4 separate regions of the Zea mays genome follow, and all the other regions are linked to region 1. Evidence: chromatin contacts called from public Hi-C data. All regions are on one chromosome and are shown on one strand. The core of a region is the stretch at or near the end of the contact, and the rest is flanking DNA. Distances in the headings are between cores, read along the strand shown.

The links. A called contact is a pair of places that touch in the nucleus more often than the background predicts.
Region 2: a Hi-C map of tassel shows a contact between it and region 1, with 4 times the contacts expected there. The contact joins the promoter of LOC100502421 here to the promoter of LOC103635657 in region 1. A contact is called at or near these places in 5 of 25 Hi-C or Micro-C datasets (bundle sheath, ear, leaf and 1 more).
Region 3: a Hi-C map of ear shows a contact between it and region 1, with 3 times the contacts expected there. The contact joins the promoter of LOC103635655 here to the promoter of LOC103635657 in region 1. A contact is called at or near these places in 7 of 25 Hi-C or Micro-C datasets (bundle sheath, ear, endosperm and 2 more).
Region 4: a contact with region 1 is called in a Hi-C map of leaf, with 7 times the contacts expected there. The contact joins the promoter of LOC100278816 here to the promoter of LOC103635657 in region 1. A contact is called at or near these places in 15 of 25 Hi-C or Micro-C datasets (bundle sheath, ear, endosperm and 4 more) and 1 of 3 datasets of contacts at active chromatin or transcription factors (leaf).

The regions. Positions count from the first base shown.
Region 1 is chr8:106,613,476-106,616,100 of Zm-B73-REFERENCE-NAM-5.0, forward strand. It overlaps LOC103635657 (putative disease resistance RPP13-like protein 1), which reads right to left and starts at 1,302. Exons shown (of 2, transcript XM_008658064.4): 1 at 1-1,302. The coding sequence starts at 1,072. LOC103635659 (a long non-coding RNA gene) reads right to left here. Exons shown (of 3, transcript XR_557535.3): 3 at 1,961-2,406.
Region 2 is chr8:106,821,816-106,824,440 of Zm-B73-REFERENCE-NAM-5.0, forward strand. LOC100502421 reads right to left here and starts at 1,324. Exons shown (of 6, transcript NM_001196899.1): 1 at 1,087-1,324; 2 at 713-768. The coding sequence starts at 1,166.
Region 3 is chr8:106,419,900-106,422,524 of Zm-B73-REFERENCE-NAM-5.0, forward strand. LOC103635655 (obtusifoliol 14-alpha demethylase) reads right to left here and starts at 1,323. Exons shown (of 3, transcript XM_008658061.3): 1 at 1,239-1,323; 2 at 622-1,147; 3 at 1-544. The coding sequence starts at 1,095.
Region 4 is chr8:106,778,800-106,781,424 of Zm-B73-REFERENCE-NAM-5.0, forward strand. LOC100278816 (putative mediator of RNA polymerase II transcription subunit 26b) reads left to right here and starts at 1,336. Exons shown (of 9, transcript NM_001323007.2): 1 at 1,336-2,625. The coding sequence starts at 2,094.

The sequences.
Region 1 (2,625 bases), core at 52-2,551:
AGGCATACCTCTTGAACAGAGACCAGATGTCATTGGCCGGCAAGTCATCCAACCGGACCTCCATGCTTGCGGACAGCAAATTCGCTACCATCTTTTGACGGGTGGTGACCACGATCCTGCTTCCCCTTTCCCCGTGGCTGAGGGGCGCCAGCACCTTGGACCACATCTCTCGGTACTCATGCTGACCCATGTTCTCCTTGTTCCAGACGTCGTCGATCACCAGCAGGAACTTGCGCAACGAGACTTTCTCCTTTATCTTTTTCAGTAGCAAGTCGAAATTCGTCAGCCCGTCGAAGGCGTCGACGCCCACGTCGGCGCCCAGGAGGATCTTCTTGGCAAGCTCAAGCTCGTTGTCCGTCGGGAAAGGCTGGATCCAGATTTTGATTTCAAAGGTGGAGACCACATTCGGGTCCTCTAACAGGACCTGCGCCAGCGTGGTCTTCCCCATCCCGCCATGTCCTATGATCGCCGCGATGGGGACAGAGACAACCTGGGCGTCGCCGCCTGCGCCGACGAGCCAGGACACCATATTTTGCAGCTCCCAGTCGCGCCCAACCACCACGTCCTTGTGGTGGCGCAGCGAGGCCGTGATGCGGCCGAGCGGGGGCAGGTGACCGCTCTGTTCGCGCGACGCCGACGCGTTGGCCTCCGCCGTCAGAATCAGTGTCGGCGAGGCTTTGGAGATGGCTTCCAGCTTGTCGACGACATCGTTGAGCCTGTTGACGCGCTCGTCGGTGCCGAAGATCCGCTTGCTGACCCTGGCGACGGGGGATTCAGGCGGCGGCATAGAGTCGTCGAAGTCATCGACGACGTCTAGGGCCTCGTACACGGCATCCATGAGCTGCTGTAGCCACTCACGGAAGTCCGGGTCCCCGCATCCGTTCGGAGAGCCCCGCCGCTGGACGGCGGCCCCCACGGCGCGGAGCTGATACAGCAAGTGCTCCATCCGCTTGAGCGCCTTGGGGACGCCGTCGCCCAGGCTCTTGATCCTGTCGGAAGCGCAAGATTTTGCCTTATCCATCACGATCTTGATGATCGGGCACACCAGCCAGCCGGCCAACGTCTCCGCCATCTCGCCGATCGGAGATCGAGGCTGCGCACAGCGCGCGGATGTTGGGTGACCAAGGAGACTACAGGACAGTGAGGACCGATGGAGTCAGCGGCTGCGACGGGCCTTGTGGGAGCGGGGTGCCGCGCTCACCAACCGGACGAGGCCTCGAGTGGTTCTCCGAGCTATGACGGGGAAGTTTCCGTCCAATTTCCTCGAGAGTATCCTTCCGGCAGCTAGGGATAAAAAATGGTAATCTGAACTATAAAAATAAATTTAATATTTTTAAATAGATAATTTGATGTTGATTTTTTACGTTACAAATAAAAATAAAATATTGCATAAATTGTTTTATACATTATTTATTCTCTACAATAACAAAAAATGAAAAAAAATACCGCATTTGTTTCGGAATCAATAGCGAATTTGTATATATATCATTCGAGAAAATATAGAATAAATTTGAGATTTATCTTTTATAAATCTTTACAAGCTCAGTGTTAAAAGAAAAAAAATACAAATGTGTACAGTATATTCTATATCCTATTTATTCGTAATAAAAACGATCAAAAACACTTTCGACCATTTTCATCCCTACCGGTAACGACCCTATGCTTCTGTGCATTGACTGACTTCAGGACCAGGGTTACACATCCCGTTTTTATCTGAACTAGAAAAGGAAGCGCCCTATCGGGCGCTGGACACCTCATGCACGCAGAGGAATAAATTAAACCATATGTTACACCATATAGGATAAATAGTTTAATGTGGCACCAAAATTAGACAAATAAAGTCACAATGATTATATACCAATAGGCTTTAACAAATAAAAACGATAGACTTGTCTCGAGTACTAAACAAATTCAACACGACATGTAGTGTTGGTAACACCAAACAGGGCAGCAGCTCATATGGCTATGTCCAGATTTAGTTTTAATAAAACAACGTAGTCCGATAGACTTTAGTACAGCTCCAAAAGATAATACACATCTATATCATCAAAGGATTTTCATTACATCAACATTGAAAGAACAGTGGCATCCTTATCAGAACTATGTCCATATGTCAACCCAGCATCCTTTTTACCATCTTCTGGTGAAACGTAAAGATAAGGCTCATAGATTAATTGATGCAGGCGAGAAATTGTAAAAGCGCCTAAACATTCAAGCAACAATGAGATTGCTGAAGCTAGACATTTCAGTTACCTGGATGCATCAATTACCCTCCTCTTTGCAGAATCTAAACTTGAAATAATGACAACATGGTTCTTTCTGATGCTGCTTATGAAATCAACAACATTTTTTGCCGTTAATGAAACATAAGTGTAGCCCTAGAAATCAGTAACCTTCTTAACTGAGCTGCAAGTGAAACAAGTCACCACATAATTAGAGTAGGTGAGGTACTACATAATATAAGTTCAACAAATATGCTTGCTTAGTGAGAGCACAATATAGTAAAACTCAGATTAATTGATGCAATCCATTTTTCACAATTTGGAAAGATTTGGGTGGTACCACACATTGTTTTGGATTGCAACACGTTTTTTACTAAAAGAAAGAGGGGGGTTTCCCTAAAAG
Region 2 (2,625 bases), core at 74-2,573, 210 kb after region 1:
ACACTTCACTGTTAGAACTCTGGTTTAAGATTACAAGTCATCAATTAGTGTGCAACATTCACATATTAAAACTAAAATTGTATTCTGTAATGCTAAGGTGCAACTCATGCTATCCTGTTGAATGCACAATAAAACTCCACCGGACCTTATATTAGAAGGAAAATAGTGTTATGCCAAATTCACAAAAAAGCATGCAAATGTGTTGGATGTTGTTTCAAAAAATTAATCAATATTGGATAGATAGATGCCTAGCGAGTTCTAATCATTAAACATAGGGATTTGCTTTGTACTATATATATTAAAAGGAACATGTATTTGAAATATCTCTAGACCATGAGTTTGAGAGCTTTACAGTAATTTCAGTTCGGTTTAAATTCATTAAAGACTCCAACATTTCATATAGAATAGTATGAACATGTGACCATTGACCAAACATACACTTAACAGTACATTCTATTCTCTCGGTGAGAATGCAATAAATATTAATGTAACTTGAGGTTCCACCAAACATTAGATGTAAGAGGGCAATTGCAAACATTTTCTTCCTGCTGAACTAATGTTGTACTTGTCAAAGTCAAACATGGCAATTGGAATACTTATCAAACTGAATACGGCTAGAAAGAACAGTCAGCATCAATGTCACAGTCTTGTTTTGAATATCACAGGCGTGCATAACTGAATGGAATGGACAAATTCACACGGAATCACGCACAGTTATACTTGGACTCATGGCCGATGACATTGTCTTGTTCATCCACTAAAATGCACCTGCATGCAAAAAAAATAACTTCTATTTTTATTGGCAGCAGTCACAGGATTTAAAATGAAAGCGATCAGACTGGTTTTCAACCTCAACCTGAATCTCTCAGTCACTAAGTTGTAGTTGTAGAAACAGTAATCTAGATTATGAAAGGAGAAAGAATCATAGCTCATATAATAAGTAACTCGAGAGGGAATAGTTTTAATAGCCACAATTCGATACTATCAAGGCACCGCGCAAGCCGACGATATCACCACCTTAACTACCACCACAAGCAGGGCACTGCTAGCAAATTTGACGCGACGGAGGTACCGCAGGCAACTCACTCGTCCTCAAACATGAGCCGCCGTTGGACGGCGTCCATCCCGACGTCGGCGTCAACGGCGCCGGGGCCTGGGTTCCCCATCACGGCGCCCCGTGCGGAGGTGGCGAACGACCGGCGCCCGCGGAGCCTGGGGAGCGCCGACCTCGCCGAATAGGAAGAGACAGCCAAGCGAGCCCACGCCCGCCGCCCAGCGCCGAGAGATGCCGAGGTGCACGCGAGGAGCGCGAGGGGCCGAGACGCTGATGCCGCCATGAGGCGGAGGGATGCGCGCACGGGGCACGCCTGGATTTGTTGGGCTGGTTAACTGGTTTGGTCGCTGCTATTCAGTGCGACCGACCGTGCGAGGTGCGAGGCTCGGGGATTAGGCTAGGTTTTTTAAATTTTACTCTTTAAATTATCATTAGAGAGTTATTTGTATAAAAATTACTACATCCGTTTTTGAATATTTGTCACGCGCTAGTTCATTTTTAGACTAAAATACTACAAATAAAAAAAAACGAATAGAGTATTTTCTATATCTTTTTAATTTTCAGCAGTCTTTCTATATATTATTTGTACTTTATAAAGTCATTCATGTTTTCTATATTTGACTTACGAGAAATCTGGAATTGAATAGAGCTATATTTGTATAACCATTTAGATAAATTGTTATAAGTTTTTTTTACAAAATCTCTATTTATATAGAATTGGAAGAATATAAAGAGCATCTCAGAGTTGCTCTAAAGGTCCTCTAAATAGATGACGCTCATACATCCTCTACATAATCTCTTCTCTTTTTTATCTATGTTTATACTTTAGATATTAGATTAAGTAAAACTACAGTATGTATTATTCACTTTAGCACTTGTTATTTATGCCTATATTCAAATGAATTATGATGAATCTAAGATACATATGCAAAACACATACACTAATTATTGTATGAATCTAATAAAAATCTGAAAACAAATTTTATTTTTGGACAAACGGAGTATAAGATATTTAAGGGCTAGTTTGGCAATACCATTTTCCCAAAAGATTTTCATTTTTACAAGAGAAATCAGTTCATTTTCCCTTGAAAAAATGGGAATCCCGCGAGAAAATGAAGTTGCCAAACTAGCCAATATATATGTATAAAAATCTATGATTTTGCTGTAATCTTTGGCCAATACTGCTAAGACGCTTTCTACCTCTTTTTGAGAGCTAGTCAGTTTTGTTTTGAGTCGTTGCTCATTTTTTAGGGACTAAGATTTGATTGCTTTCGATAACTTTAATTTGGCTTTTATCTAGCCTTTGCCACTTAAATGGGTTCTTCCTTCTTCCTTTTCTGTTAATCATTGTGTTTGTACAGTGGTGCTGACAATGAACTTGTTAAGGGGATACTGTGAACATGAGGTTGATATGTGTCCTTTTGGTTTAGATTGTGATGAGTAATTGTCAACAAGAGTAACATCTTGGTTGAGTCGTATGGACAAACCAGGATGTGAGTGTGTTTGAGCAACATTATCTTTGCTTGTGGTGTGCAGGTATGAACTTCATAGACGGTGGTCGACGATGAAGA
Region 3 (2,625 bases), core at 73-2,572, 190 kb before region 1:
ATTCACTGTAGCCGACGCGGTCCCCGTGCCCGTGGTCGGTGAGGATCCGCCTCTGCTCCTCGACCGCGGCAGCCATGGCCGCCGGGGTGCTGAGCAGGCGCGCGCCGGTCCAGGTGCTGGCGAGCGTGCTCGTGTCCATCCCGCCGAAGACCAGGAGGATGATCATGCCGGTGACCTCCTCCTCGGTCGTGGCCCGCCCGTCCTTGTACCTGGAATCGATCAGGCTCTGCAGCACGTCCTCCTCCTTCTCCTTCTCCTCCTCGCCCCGCCTCCTCCGGGACCGCACGACCTCGCTGAATATCTTTAACAGCTTGGCGCGCGCCCTGTCGCGCCGGCGGTTCGTCGGCGTGGGGGCGTAGGGGAAGAGCACGCTGGACAGGCGCATGCCGCTCTTCAGCTCGTGGAACAGAGCGTGCATCTCGTCGAACATCTTCTCGCGGACCTCCTTCCCGAGCAGGCACCGGCTTGATATCAGCATCAGCAGCTGGCTGAACTCGTGCTTCAGGTCCACTGTGCCTTCCTCTCCCCATTTTGCAAAGTAACCCTATGATGATGATAATTAATTTAAAAAAAAGAAACGCACGAATAATAATATAAGTTAATAACAGACAGAAAACATACTTCTACTTCCTGGACGATGGGGTCGACGTGTATCCTGAGCTTGGAAGGGCGTTTCAGCGGATCGCTGTAGAAGCGGATCTGCTCGTACCGGGTGGCGAAATCGACGCCGTACCCGACCTCCTTGCCGAACATGGGCACCATGAAGTCGAGCATGTTGCCATGGTTGATATCCGACTCCGGCCCGTTGTAGAAATGGTTCAACACGTCTGGCCCCACCAGGAACGTCGTCTTCATCAGTCCCAAGAAACTTACGGTGAACACGCTCCCCATCCTCGCGTGCTCGTCGTGGATCGTGGCTCGCAGACCTTTGGTAAAAAGCGTGTGCACGAACCGCACGAGGGATCTGCCCTCCACGACTGGCGGAGCTGGTATGGTGCTTCTTGGGGCAGACGTCGTAGCTCGCCGTTTTGCGATGATCTTGGTGGCTATGGCGGCGATGGCGAGGAAAGAGACGGTGAACCACACAGCATCCATGTCGCTGTAATCAGTGATTGATGGAGCCAACCAGGTTGACGATGTATACGATCTGCAAGAACCTGATCAAGCATGAGTTCGTTGATAATAGACTAGTAGTAGTAGCAAAGAAGTTATGGAGACTGAGAGATATAGTACGCTACCACATATATAATGAGGTGGATTAACCAGTGCCAACAGAAAGGACGACGACAGTCTTAAGAGGAACCAAAAGAATGCAGCCACCATAAGTCAGTAGCGCAGAGCCTCCATATATACAAGTCGACAAAGTTTTTACTGATTAAATAAGTTGATTTCTCATTAACCAAGCCGGCAAAGCCTTTTCGTTTCTTCCAGTTGTGATAGTGACTTATTCCCTCCATCCCTTCAGGTCTAAATTACAAGTCGACTTGAGTCAAATTTATAAAACTTTAACTACAAATATATTTTGTTATTTAGTTTTGAAACCTAACAGTCATATGCACTCATTTGTCTTAAAAATATTTTGACAAGACTATAATTGTATTAAGAGTTTACCTGTGCTTCGAAGAAAAAAAACATCGATCAAAGCTACTCCCTCCATCCCATTATATAAGGTGTGAATATGATCATCCCTAGTTTAAAGACTAAAAAATACATTTAATTCTCTCTATATCATTGCATCGATGTATGTGTATATAGAGATAGCACGTCTTATATCGTGGGACAAGAACAAAATGTGATTATGCTTTATATTATGAGACGGAGGGGTAATTTGGACAAGGGAGTAGGCCAGAAGATTGGTGATGTTGATTCTAAAACTGCATTCATTTGATACCTCTGTATCGTTGTTGTCGTATATGTGACGGACTAACAGCCAAACAAGCCGGCACAGTTTCGTTAATTATATATATTGATTTGCCATTAATTAACCGAGTCATTCTACTTTAATTGTTGATTCAGAGACGACGAACATCCGCACTGACAGTTTGGAGCCACCTACCCCCACCATTTTTTACATGGCGTAATTTTTTTGTCTTCAGTTAAACATCGTTCTGCATAATTTATATAAGTTCACGACATAAGATTTATATTGTTAGATTCACTATATACACTTTCTTAACAACTTACATAATTCGTGTATTTTGGAGTTGTAAGATTTTTTTTTAAAAAAATAGATGGTCAAAGAAATAATACTTGACTTAGTATAAAACTAATATAATATAGTCTGTTTACGAAGGATATCCACATCTAAAAAGATTATAATGTCGCCTTCGATCCGGAGATACCAACTCTTGCCTACCCGTATAGAACTTGATCCGCCAGGCACATCGAACTCGTACGTGACAATGATGATAATGACGGGTTAGGGGATCTAATTAGTTGTTAATGTTGAGCACCAAAAGTGACGGACGGTCGGGCCTTAGGGCCCGGACGGTCCGCGGCCCCGCGATCAGATTAATTCAGATGATTATCCTTATCTCGTGCGTGGTTATCCATCTAATCACGTGTGATTTGTGCAAAAAAGAGGCCGATTAAACCGGCCAGAGGATTGGTGCAACCAAGATCACT
Region 4 (2,625 bases), core at 86-2,585, 170 kb after region 1:
CGAAGCCAGCATATGGTTGCTAGTGAAAAGGACACACGACTGGCCCTTCGGCTACCCCAGCAGCCACTCCAAAATGGAACACCCGCGTAAGTCATACTACTGTAGAAAATTTAAAAAAAATGAAAATAAAAAAAAGAACCTCGAAACAACCCTAGCCAGCCACTGTCCCACACTACTGGTGGGAGACGCTAGATGCGCACGCAGTGCACAGGGGACAAAATACAGAGACGGAATTCCTTCTCAACAAAAAGCATGAAACACATGCCACTTTTGAAATGGGAGTATCTATGCGCGGCGTGGGAATAAGCCAGGATGCTCGGATCAAGATGCTAACACTGCAAAAACAGACGATGCATTTCTTTCGCTGTTTATTATAGTTTCATCAGATTGTTTGGTGTAAGATTTTGATGGCTATAGTATTTTTTTTTCTTTTCCCGAGATTTCCGGAGAGGATTTTTTTCTTCTTTTTCTTTCCATCTCTCTCGCTCTTTTCGTTCAATCTTACTTATTATACCGTCACCCATTCTTATCGTTCTTGTTTTTTTGCGACCATGGGTTATCATCTCATGTATTGCGAAACCTATAGTATAGCATTCGACTCCTCATCTCATGTATTGCAAAGCATCGCGGACCTCTTGTGTCTTACGATTTTGCCACCTTGAGAGCCTGCTCTGTACTAGGTGCAGCGCGTCGCACGACTGTGTTAAAAAACTCGTCTTCCGTCTTTTTTTAAAAAACAAATGCACAACAGTTGCCTACAACGACAAGCATTTTTTTTCAAAAGTTATATTCATGTCTCGTCAGTTGTTTCATATAGAATTACGTCTTTATTGTCTCATTCAACCTATCAACTAGAACAAGTACCACGCACCAAGCTGTATTAAATTCACTACAATAAATTTTTTATTTAACACACATTGTACATGTTCCGACTTTATATGGATTTTTTAAAAAAATTAATGATTAAACATTGAAATACGACATGAAGAAAACAGAATAAAAATATATGATAAAGCTTGTGAGGGCATCCCATCCATTTGACATGACACGCTGTGTGCAGTGCTGAAAATACTTGTGCTCGGTAGTCGGTACGCAAATGACTTTGCAATTATGGCCCGAGAGAGATATGCTTTACCAAATAGTAAATAGTTCAGATTATACGCAACTAAACAATAATCATGATGGAAAACCACCCTGTGACTTTGTGAGTGAGCATCATCAACCTAGCAGCACTGCTCCTCAACACAGAGAGAGAGAGAAGGAAAGAGACCGGAAAGGGCGCCCCCCGACGCCCGAGTCGACCGCAACAAGAATCAGCCACGCCGCGTCTCACCCATCTCCCGTAGCATTTCCGCCATCTCCTGCGGGTTGAGTACGGCCGAGTCCTGCTGCCCTTCGCTCGCTTCTTCTGGTAAATTGCAGTTTGTTACCGCAATTGCAGCTGCTAGTGGTGGCGAGGCATGGGCCATGGGAGAAAGACTAGTTGTTGCTGGTGTTTGGTAGTAGTAGCCGCGTAGGTCTCGTGGGTGTGCGCACCCTGCCTTCCCCGTCCCTATCCGCCCGTCTCATCGTCATCCCCTTCCTGTCTTCAACTTCACCTTCCCTGTGTTTCCTCCCCGCTTCCTTCCGCTCTAGGGGTCAGCCAGGCAGTCCAGATAAGATTTGCTCTGGTTAGGCTACCTCCGCGCCGCGCTGGAACTCCCTCCCGGTGAGGTTGTTGAAACCGACAAGGAACGGGGACGTGGGGCCCGAGGAAGGTCACGCTGCTAGTTTTTTTCCTTCGCGATCGATCCCTTCCGCCTCCGGATTCGCCCTGCTCTTGTTCCTCCGCTGTTTTCTCGATCGGTTGGCTGGTGACTCTGCCCCTGCCCCTGCCCCTGCCCCGGCCCCGATTCGGGGGAATCTGATTCGCCGTTGGGCGGGCGGGAGAGATTGGGTTCTTGGTTCTGGTGCCGGTGCGCGCGGCGTAATTTGGTAGCAGATAGAAGCAGGAAGGGGGAGCATCGGCCCTTGGCTGCGCTGCTGAGAATCGCGGTCGGGGGAGGCTGATCTTGGCGACGGTGGCCCGGCGGGGACCGGTGGCGGCCGCGGCGATGGCCGACGGGCTGGATCGGTGGCGCGGCTTCTTCCGTGGCGCCGGCGCTGGCATCTGCGACGTCATCGAGAACGCCATCCTCGTGGCGGCGGCCGACGCGCCGCGGGACTTCCTGCACCGCCGCGACCGCATCGCTGAGAGGCTCTTCACCGCGCTCCGCCGCGACGCGGCGCCGCCGTCCTTCGGCAGCGCCGCGGCGTCCACCACCCCGGCCACTCCCGTTGAGGAGGACAAGGGCAGCGTGCGCCGCGTCGCCGAGAAGGAGTGCAAGGTCGACAGCAGCAGCAACGGTACCCACGGCGGCGGCGGCCATGGCCATGGCCACGCCGATGAGGACGATGATTCTGACTCTGACGACGAGCGCCTCCGCCGCGCCGCAGCGAGCAACTATGGCCACAACTACGATGATGATGACGAAGATGGCGACCAACAGGAGGAAGATGAGCAGCAGCATGCCGCGGATGATACTGAAGAAGGGGAGGAAGACCACGACGCTGAGGAGCTCGAGGCGCTCACCAATGAGATCGATG